Linked DNA regions of Sus scrofa: region 2 is linked to region 1. The links are chromatin contacts, called in public Hi-C maps. All regions are on one chromosome and are shown on one strand. The core of a region is the stretch at or near the end of the contact, and the rest is flanking DNA. Distances in the headings are between cores, read along the strand shown.

What was found. A called contact is a pair of places that touch in the nucleus more often than the background predicts.
Region 2: a Hi-C map of liver shows a contact between it and region 1, with 3 times the contacts expected there. A contact is called at or near these places in 1 of 47 Hi-C or Micro-C datasets (liver) and 1 of 2 datasets of targeted methods (alveolar macrophages).

Annotation. Positions count from the first base shown.
Region 1 is chr5:60,535,005-60,539,889 of Sscrofa11.1, forward strand. The region is part of intron 5 of ETV6 (transcription factor ETV6); the gene reads right to left. Among named protein-coding and RNA genes, the nearest start is that of BCL2L14, 180 kb to the left of the region's middle.
Region 2 is chr5:60,691,928-60,697,079 of Sscrofa11.1, forward strand. All of the region lies in intron 1 of ETV6 (transcription factor ETV6), which reads right to left. Among named protein-coding and RNA genes, the nearest start is that of ETV6, 82 kb to the right of the region's middle.

The DNA.
Region 1 (4,885 bases), core at 1,472-3,971:
CTTCTCTAGTGCTTTCTGGATTCGTGTCATCATGGACTGTGGCTTGCATGTGCATTACCTGGACAGAAGATGGAGACGGGTGTGGACTTTCTAGGTCTAATTAATGCAGCCTGGATCCCAGGAGTTCAGTTCACTGTTGCTTCTGGGAGCTTTGATAGGTACCAGAAGCAACAGTGATAGCATGGCTGGTCATAGTGATTAAATGCTGACCACCTGTGTACATATTCTGCACTTTACAAGCATTTTATTTTTTCTTTTTTAGGGCTGCACCTGTGGCATGTGGAAGTTCCCAGGCTAGGGGTCAAAAGAGAACTACAGCTGCCGGCCTACGCCACAGCCACAGCAACGTGGGATCCGAGCTGCATCTGTGACCTACCTCAGAGCTCATGGCAACGCTGCGTCCTTAGCCCATTGAGCAAGGCCAGGGATGGAACCTGCAACCTCATGGATGTGAGTTAGGTTACCGCTGAGCCACTACAGGAACTCCACAAGCATTCTTTCTACGCCTCACTCTACGTGCTGCATCCTTTCTAATCCTTAATGCCCGAAGTCACTGGGATTTGAATGCTGGGGCTCTGGCACCGCAATGTGCTGACTTCCTTATGTTGGGTGAGGCCGGCCGACCTGGGCAGGGAATGTGTAGTCCCTACTCGGACTGTCTTAGCGTCACTGCATTCACCTCCCAGAGAAGGAAACACCCTCTCCTTTGGTGCCTGTTTACAAGGGGAATTGAGGCAGGTCACCTGGGGCAAGTTTCTCAAATCTTCCTGAGGGTCTGTTTCCTCCTTTAGCAAAGAGGAACTCCCACACTTAGTCTTTATGGGGTTATTGTAAAGGGATGATGTGAGAAACGAATGAAAACACTGACGGCATTGATTGGGTGCTATTTGCAGGCACTGTGCTGTGTCCCACCAGCACAACTGCATCTGACCCTTCTGCCACCTGGTGAGGCCGGAGCTGTGGCTATAATTATTTTATGGATGAGGAAGCTGGGGCTTAGAGGGTTTGGCCATTTGCTCAAAGGGCATAGCTCATGGGTGACGATGCTGGCGTCACACGTCACGATGCGCTTTCTAGTCTCAGAGAAGCTAGGTAAGAGGTGTATATCTATAAAATCTTAGGACTTGCCAGAGCACAGTTTAACCCTGTTTAGTGTGTCCTATGAGAAATCCAGCTTTCTCTCTGAACGGTGGACAGGACTGGCATTTTCTTAATCTTTGAAGGAATTAGCCTTAAATTTAAAATGACCATAAATCTTTAGGATCCCTTACTGTATCCTTTCCCCCCCTGATTATCTGTGTTGAAAAATGAATGGGATGTGATTTCTTGTGTTTCAGAAAAAGACCAGTGGTGGTGGTCTCCTTCAAACGATGATTGGTCCTCCTGGAGTTTGAATCCCACTCTCACAGAAGCAGGAGCTGGCCTGCCCTTTGCATAACCACCCCAGCCTGCTGCTGTGCTCTTGATCACCAGAGGGGGTGCTGAAGAGCAAAAGACAGCAGAGGGGACAAGGCACAGCATCTGCAAGTACCTTGAGAAGTCTGCCACACTACTGCAGACTGAGAATCACTGAGCTCATTTATAAGGCGCTTCTAAGAGGATGACTCTAGGCAAAGCAGTGAAGTAGGCAGTGTCTTTCGCCCTCTCTGCTGCCTCCTTGTCTTACATCGTTTTTATTACAGATGGAAAATAGAGAAGTGGGTTGCAGTTTAATTGTCCAGTTTTTTGCCTTGCCATCAAATGGCAGATACATTTTAATTTCCCGCAGTCTCTTCCAAGTGGAAACCATCTGACAAAAGCAAATCTTATCACACAAACTACCAGCCAACTAGGAGGAGCAAAGGCAGTTTGTGAATGACTTTGTGAATAACTTCTCCATGTTTCCTGACAGGGTTACAAATCATTTTTACCATCAAGATGCTCGATGACACCCCCTCCCCCTTTATTTTTCTTTTTAAGGCCACACCCTCAGCATATGGAAGTTCCCAGGCCTAGGGGTGGAATCTGCACTACAGTTGCAGCAACACGGGATCTGAGCCTTGTCTGCAACCTACACCACAGCTCATGGCAATGCTGGATTCTTAACCCACTGAGGGATGCCAGAGATTGAACCTGCATCCTCATGGATATTAGATGGGTTCGTTATTGCTGAGCCACAACGGGAACTCCTGATGACACCTTTTGGATTCATCTGGATTTGGGATGTGATTCTTGAGAGTGTGTATTCATTTTAATAGTATAATAATAAGCCTAATTATAATAAACCTATCTGGTTGTCTTCTGCAGTTGCATAGAAAGAACTCGTGGTCTATGGCCAAAGGACGATGGCCACACCACCCTGCAGGCACTGGATCTTGCCTGATCTTGGAAGCGAAGCAGGGTTGGGCCTGCTTAGTACTGGGATGGGTGACTGCAGGAAGGATTTTGCCCATGTGAAGGTAAGCAATCTATTGGCAGTCCCCTCACCTCTAGGACTTCTTGGAGCTAAAATGTCAAAGGGAATGTTCTATCCTCATCTGCATAAGGATTTTCACTTTTATTGTTTTCTGTTGCTTCTCTTTTACTGCCTCATACATTCTATTTCTCATAAAATGGCGAAATGCAAACCAGACCATTTCTCCAAGGAAGGCTTAACCAGCGCTGGCGGGACTACCCTGCTGGTTCTTTAGAGACATCAAACCGAGACCTTTGTAAACCATTGACCGAAAATGAGCTGTGTTTGGTTGGTGAAGGAAGGTCAGGGGTTTACTAGAGAACAGATTCTACGTATGAGGTGCAAGGACCTTGTATCTTGCAAACGTTTCCCTTTCATAAATGGGAAAGTAACCCCACACAAGCTGCCAGTTGATCATTTTAAATGACATCTAACCCAGCAAAGCTAACATTAGCTGAGAAATAAAAATATGTTGACATTCAAGATGTACCGCATTACTCAGTTCACGGAGGTAGCGACAGGAATTTTGTGGCATAAAGCAGTTGTTTCAAATTCAGAGCATAACTGGCTTTTATAACGCTATTGATTTTTTTTGTTTCTTTAGTTAAAAATTATGCCAGATGCTAAAAATAACTCTCTGACCATACAACTTTTTTCCTTTTTTTTTTTTAAACAATCGAAGTTCAAGCCATATGACTTATTGTTTTTAAGATGTATTTAAATAAAAGGCAGATCCTTTTAAGTTCCCTAGATCCTCTGGAGGTTGGTGCCATGGCCCACCAATAATTTCTCAGCTTTGTCAAAATCCATCATGTCTACACAGATAAAATACTCTTTGATCATCAATAAAACTGCTTAATACTAAAGAGTAACATGCACCAAACTCTCTACGCAAAAGTTTATCCCATGACAAAACATTTCAACATGCATATGAAAAAAAATTTATATCCCAAAGTCTTAATTAATTTTAGATAAATTTCTCCTAAACTAAAAGTCTTTCTCTATCAGGGAATATGGGAATTTTAAACAAATGTCCATGATGTGGACATAAGAGGAAGTTTAAGAAAGGCTTTCGCTCAAGTAAAAGGCTATTTTCCAGTTGCAGAAAGAGAGTTCTCGCTCTTTCCTGCTGGGTGAGGTACCCTGGATTTCCACAGTTAAAAGCCATTGTGAAAAATCCTTTCCTGTGGTCAGGGAGAAATATTTTCCCTCCCACGCCTGTCTCTTACCAGAGACTCACTGTACAAGCTTGTTGTGGAGAGACTGTAAAAAGATGGGCATTTCACATATAACCAACATGGTTTCTAATGGAAAAAAAAAAAACAAAAACACCATGCTAGACAAAACTGATGTTTAAAAAATCTGAGCGGGCAAGTCAAGTTATTGACAAGGGAATGTTTTATGACAGTGGTTAATTTAAATTTTGGGAAAGTGTCTAAGAAAGTAATTTTATGTTGTTTTAACTGCCCAAATGGAATTTTAAATGAAGGTCTGTAAAACCAGAGTTCTGTGGATATAATCACCAACAAGGAGAGGCCTAGTGTTCCTGTTTCATTGCTTGAAATTTATTGTGAGAAACAAATACACTGATTTTGGGTTCAGCAACAAAACAGGTAAGTAACATGAAAAACAGAAAGTTGCTTCTCTGCTTTATAGCAATGGTTCTAAAATAGAGGCAGCCTTGCTTCCTCGGGGGTCCTGAACAATGTTTGGAGACAATTTGCATTGTTACAGCTGGGGTGGGGGATGCTATGCGCATGTAGCGGGCAGAGACCAGGATGCCTTTAAAAATCTGACAATGCACAAAAGAACCACCTGTCCCCCCACCTCTGCATAAAGAATTATTTGGAGTTCCTGCTGTGGCTCAGTAGGTTAAGAACCTGACTAGCATCCATGAGGATGCAGGTTCGATCCCTGGCCTCAATCAGTGGGTTAAGGACCTTGAGCTGTGGTGTAGGTCAAAGACGTGGCTCAGATCTGGCATTGCTGTGGCTGTGGTGTAGGCTGGCAGCTACAGCTCCGATTCAACCCCTAGCCTGGGAACCTCCATATGCAAGCAGTGGAGCCCTAAAAAGGGGGAAAAAAAAAGAGAAAAATTACTTGCCCAAATCTCAAGAGCATCAAGCTTGAGAAACCCTGCTTATAGAAGCACAGGTTTTACAACATGCAGGAGGCCTATCTGCAGCTTAGTTTTTTTCTATTTTTTTGTCCTCCTCAATGCTAGATCAGCCATTATCTAGAAGCAGAAAGCTGATAAATCCAGTGCAGCCAACCCTGTGTTCATACACAGAGGTGATGGGTTTACCATGGGCAATTGCTTGTGCTTGGCTGGGGTGGAGGAAAACAGAAGCCATCTGTGCACAGCGGCGGCACGCTGGGAGAGGGAGAAGCCCAGGCGGAGGGTACCGATCCAAGCTCCCTGGCTTCACTGGGGCAGAAGGACCATGGCTG
Region 2 (5,152 bases), core at 1,659-4,158, 160 kb after region 1:
TTCCGTCCCATGTTTTTCTGAAATTTGCTTTTCCTTATTGGCCAAGAAGGTAGAAGAAAAAAAAAAAAAAAAACTATTCTCTCTCTCTTCTTCTTAAGAATAACAGTGGGGAATTTCAAAACCTCCAAAAAGACTTCTAAAGTTTGGCCAGCTCTTGCTGTCAGATAGAAGTGCTATGGACAAAAACACAAAGCCCTCCTTTTTCTCCATGAGCATCCTAAATTCTTGATATGTGTAGTCTGGGGCGAGCGGAAAACCATCTGATTAGAAAAGGTAAATACTTGCTTGTAAGGGGTACCCATTCATTCGGCCACCTAGCTGTAGTTAAAAAAAGATTTTTTTCCTGTGGTTATTAAACACTGTGATAGGTGCTGAAAATTTAACACGGAAGAAGGAGAACATAGTCTCATTCTACTTACCACAGGAACTCAAAGATCAAAAACCGGTTTTTGAGGAGTTCCCATTGTGCCATCGGCAGCATCTTGGGAGTGCTGGGATGCAGGTTTGATCCCACGTCTAGCACCGTGGGTGAAGGAAATGGCATTGTCACAACTGTGGCTCGGATCTGGTCCCTGGCCCAGGAACTCCAATGCCACAGGGTGACCGGAAAAGATTTTAAAAAAAAAAGGAAGGGAAAAAAAAAACCTGGCTTGTGAAATCCATGGTTGACAAGGGGGACCCCTGGGGGTGGGGATGGCCTGGGGACTTGGGATCAGCATAGGCACCCTGAGGTGTGTGGAATGACTGGCCCAGGGAACTCTGCCCAATGTTCTGTGATCATCTTGAGGGAAAAGAACCTGAATGAGAACGGACGTGTGTACAGGTGTGGCTGCATCGCTCTGCTGTACAGCAGCACCACAACCCTGTCAATTAACTATACGTTCATAAAAAACTTTTTAAAAAATGATAAAAAAAAAAAAAACCTGGTTACTGGACTTATTTCTGACTTCTCTTATTGCAGCAGAGGAAGAGTCACCCTAACATAAAGCCTCATACTGACATCATTTCTCCCAGGCGGTACTTCCCAATCACAAAGAGCAGTGCCACAAAAGGCAGCCTTGCTTTCCCCTTTTCTGGGTCACCAAACACATGGGAGGCACCTGGCCTAGAATGGGGAGAAAGGATGTGAGTCAGGAGGGGGATACACCGGGGAGCGTGTCACTGGGTTCCCCCACTCAAAGAACAGCTTAAAGCTGCCCTCTACACACATTTGCAAAAGGCATCCTTCCACCTCTCTAATCTCCTAGAAGCAGGATTTGCACATTACAATGTCATTCTCTAGGGAAGGGCAAAGGGCAGCCCACTGAGGGCCCCAGGGAAAGGCTTTCTCTCGGTCCACTTCCACCCCATGGGTGGACTGTTGGACCCTCCAAACCAAAAGGGGGAAATCAAACCAAACACACACATCCCGCCATGTACTTGAGGGGCGAGAGCTGTTGCTACCATTCTCTGCACCCGTAGGATAGAGGCTAGAGGGCTGGAGAGGAAGGGTCATGGGAAGCAGAGCAGGAACCCTGCCGGATGTCCACCCAGTGGTCCGTCCAGGTAACGGTGCCATCTCGCCACAGGGTCCACAGACACTGAACTCAACTCTCCCCATGGGCTATGATGGACGGACCTTCAGTCCCTAGAACCCCCGGTCCTGCCTGCAGGTGGGCCTCCTGGGAGCTCTCAGGGGCCGTAGTGACCTGGAGCTTTGTACATACTACAATTGGCCTCTATGAGTTTAGCAATTCCAGACGAGGTGCCTTCCTGGACTTCCTCTGTTTATACGAGACTTGTCAAGCAGGTTGTGCTGCTTTTCTGCCACTTGGCCTTCCAGACACCTCCCAAAGGCCAAGGTATCAGGAAGCAAGAGAGGGAATAAGGTTTCCCCACCACAATCCCAAAGGCCTACGAAGGCATGTGCAGGCCACAGGCTTTGCTGTGGGTCTGCTCCTGGCCCCTTAAATGGTGGCGTGTGTTTTTAAGGATAGGAAGGGAAGAGGTGTCAAAAGTAAGGTTAGAGGCAAACACCCTGCTTCTGGCATTACTGCTGGTCTCTTTCCAGAGACAGTGAAATACACCCCTTGGAGCTGGTAGCAAGCCCTGTGGTTGCATCGATACTCATTTTCACTTGCACAGGAAAAAAAAAAAAAAAAAAAAATCCCCTGGTAGCACATAAATGTTCGTGAACTCCCCTTTCTATTTTGCAGATCTAGAAAAAGTGGGAGAGAGAAATTAAATGTCTTTGCGAATCAGCAAAAAAAACCTAGGGGTAGAACCCAGGTCAACTAGTCTTCCTGCCTGAACCTCATGACCGGCACACCACAGGGAAAATGATTATGTTTTTCCGTACAAAAGAGATGACCTTCAACTTCAGGTGTGTGAGGTACAAAAAAAAGTCATGAAAGACACCAATTACGTTGGCAAAGAGAATCAATAAAACCATAGCCCCAGGCACAGTTCTTTCTAAAGGTCAAGATGGTATCTAACCAAGGTCAAGATGTTATGAATCGAGAGGTCAAAGGCCCCTATTTAACCCGTGGTGTGAGTCAGTCCTCTGGAGCTTGCCTCAGGGTTAAGGAGGGAATCCTTCAACTGCAAGAAGCTCAGCAAGTAGGAATGGGAAACTAGCTGTTCCGGTCACATCTCCTTTGTGGTCACATCTCCTTTGTAGTCGCTGTAAAGGTGGCCACCGGGCAACCCTCTGAGATGCTGGGAGAGTCCATTTCTTCAGGCAAGGACCCAGAGCTACCCCTCTGCAAGCCCACCCCCACCTGTTCCAGGATGGCAGAAGGCGTCTGCAGGGAAAGGCACGAAGCCTTTGAACAGGTCTTTGATCCTAAGGCTCCCACCCACAGGAGTCCGCTCCTGAGCACATCCAGAGATCAGATAAAATCCGGACAACATGGGCAAAGTTCAACTGACAGCTGCCCCTTCTGGGCCATGAACTGGCACACCTGGCCAATTTGGCAACTGTTCCTTCCTGTAGCAGCTCTTACCTGCCCGAGCAGGAAGCAGAGATAAGGCCAAAGCGAGTCTGTGTCGACTGCTATGGTTTCTTACACTTGAGCCGAACTCAATTCAGAAACAGAACCTTAAGTAACAGCAGGTCAGTTCCTCAGAATGTCAGAGCCGTGAAAAATAGCAGAGGTAATGTAGGCAAAGTGCTCTGTGGACCATAGAGCCCTACCTATGACACCACACATTGTTTCGATATTAGACGATGCTAGAAGGAGAATGGGAACACGTACATAAACATCGATAACAACTGTGGAACAACCAGGCATGTGGCTACAGGTTTGAAGAAGTCAGGTACAGGTGTTGGTTACTAGGTAAAAAGGCTTCACTTAAAAAAAACCTTTTAAAGTGGTTCAAACATTTAATAAACAATACCTAAGTGTATTTTATTTATTTATTTATTTATTTTTGTCTTTTTGCCTTTTTCTTGGGCCGCTCCCATGGCATATGGAGGTTCCCAGGCTAGGGGTCTCATCGGAGCTGTAGCTGCCAGCCTACGCCAGAGCCACAGCAATGCGGGATCCGAGCCGCATCTGCGACCTACACCACAGCTCACGGCAACGCCGGATCATCAACCCACTGAGCAAGGCCAGGGATCGAATCTGCAACCTCATGGTTCCTAGTCGGATTCGTTAACCACTGCACCACGACAGGAACTCCAACAATACCTAAGTTTAAATGATTTCTTTTCATTATAAATGTCTAGGATCGTATCCAACAGTCAAACTAGTGTCACAATGGTACCTTTGAAGGGCATTTCCAGGTAGCCTCCAGACTTGCCCCATCTCCTCCAGCACCACAAGCAATAGGAATCTAATTTCGTAAGGCACAGACTGTTCTCTTGTGAGACATGCTAGTGCTCACTAGGGTATGATCCATCCCAAACTTGCTTCTCTGGGCTGAATGAACACCCAGCTTGTAGGGGGAATGAACGGGCAACAGAAGCCTTTACATAAAAGTCCCACTGACTGAGTCACAGCTCACCAAGTCTCGTAACTAGAAATAGAGCCACTTTCTCCTACCCCGTGGCGGGTCAAAGGGGCACCTGCTCGGAGCACTGTGCACACTCGTGAGCACTAGTGGGTCCCTGGGCTTCTTCCCCGGGCATGTGATGCTACAGAACATTTGCTATGCCAGTCTCTTCACGTTTCATAATGATGTCAATCAGGCATTCCCCACACTTTTTATCAAGCCTCTGAACTGGAAAGTCGGCCCTCCCCCACCTCCACCCGCATGCTGGAGGCTGTTCTTGCTCAGGTCTTCTTAGTCCTTATTTATCCTGAGTCTTTAGAATGATTATTCCTTTCAAATGACTTCATGTGGGACACGGATGAGGGGGATGAGGCACATGGGGATATACAACTAGGAGAGGGCCATAAAAGATGGGGAGCCTGTGTCACAAAAGCACTTCCAGGCCACATGCAGTTGGCTGGCCCATGAGTGCAAACGGCACCACAGGCCCAGGGGGTGCAGGCACGTCTGTGTCATAGGAGGTTCTGGCCGTACCAGGCTCCCTGCTGGGAGAGTCAGACACACTCCACGTTCAGCAGCTTGTCATGTGGGGGCAGGGAGGGTGGTTTATTTGTATTATTTATACGCAAGGGAAGGCCCACTCCTCGGGGCCCTTCCCAGTGTCCTTCTCCCCCTGCCTGTGCATGGCCTGCCCGTCCTCCACGAACAAGACAAGGCCTCTTTCCTGGCCACAAGTTCAAATCCCGGCACTGACATTTACTAGCCATGGACTCTGCATAAATGACCCGGGCCCTGAATCTCCGGTTCCTTGTCTGTACCCTGGAGATAAAGACGCCTGTCCTGGAAGGCTGTGCAGAATAAACCGAGCCGTGTGTGTGTGTGTGTGTGTGTGTGTGTGTGGAAGGCTCCCACCTCATTCTTACACAATGTCTGGCACACAGGAGGCTTTGTCTTCCCCTCTCCAGCCTGAACTGATTCATACTTTTAATCATGTGTGTTCACACATTCTCTCCCCAATTTGAAGAATCCCGTTGTTTTCATGATTCCCACCCACTGTATGGGCCGTGTGCACAACTAAGGTCCAAGGTACTGAACAGGTGGATCGTCTCCCCCACATCCAGTCGTATCCGGTCATGTTTCCGGAGGAAACTACTCTGAGTCCCAGATACAGCTGATC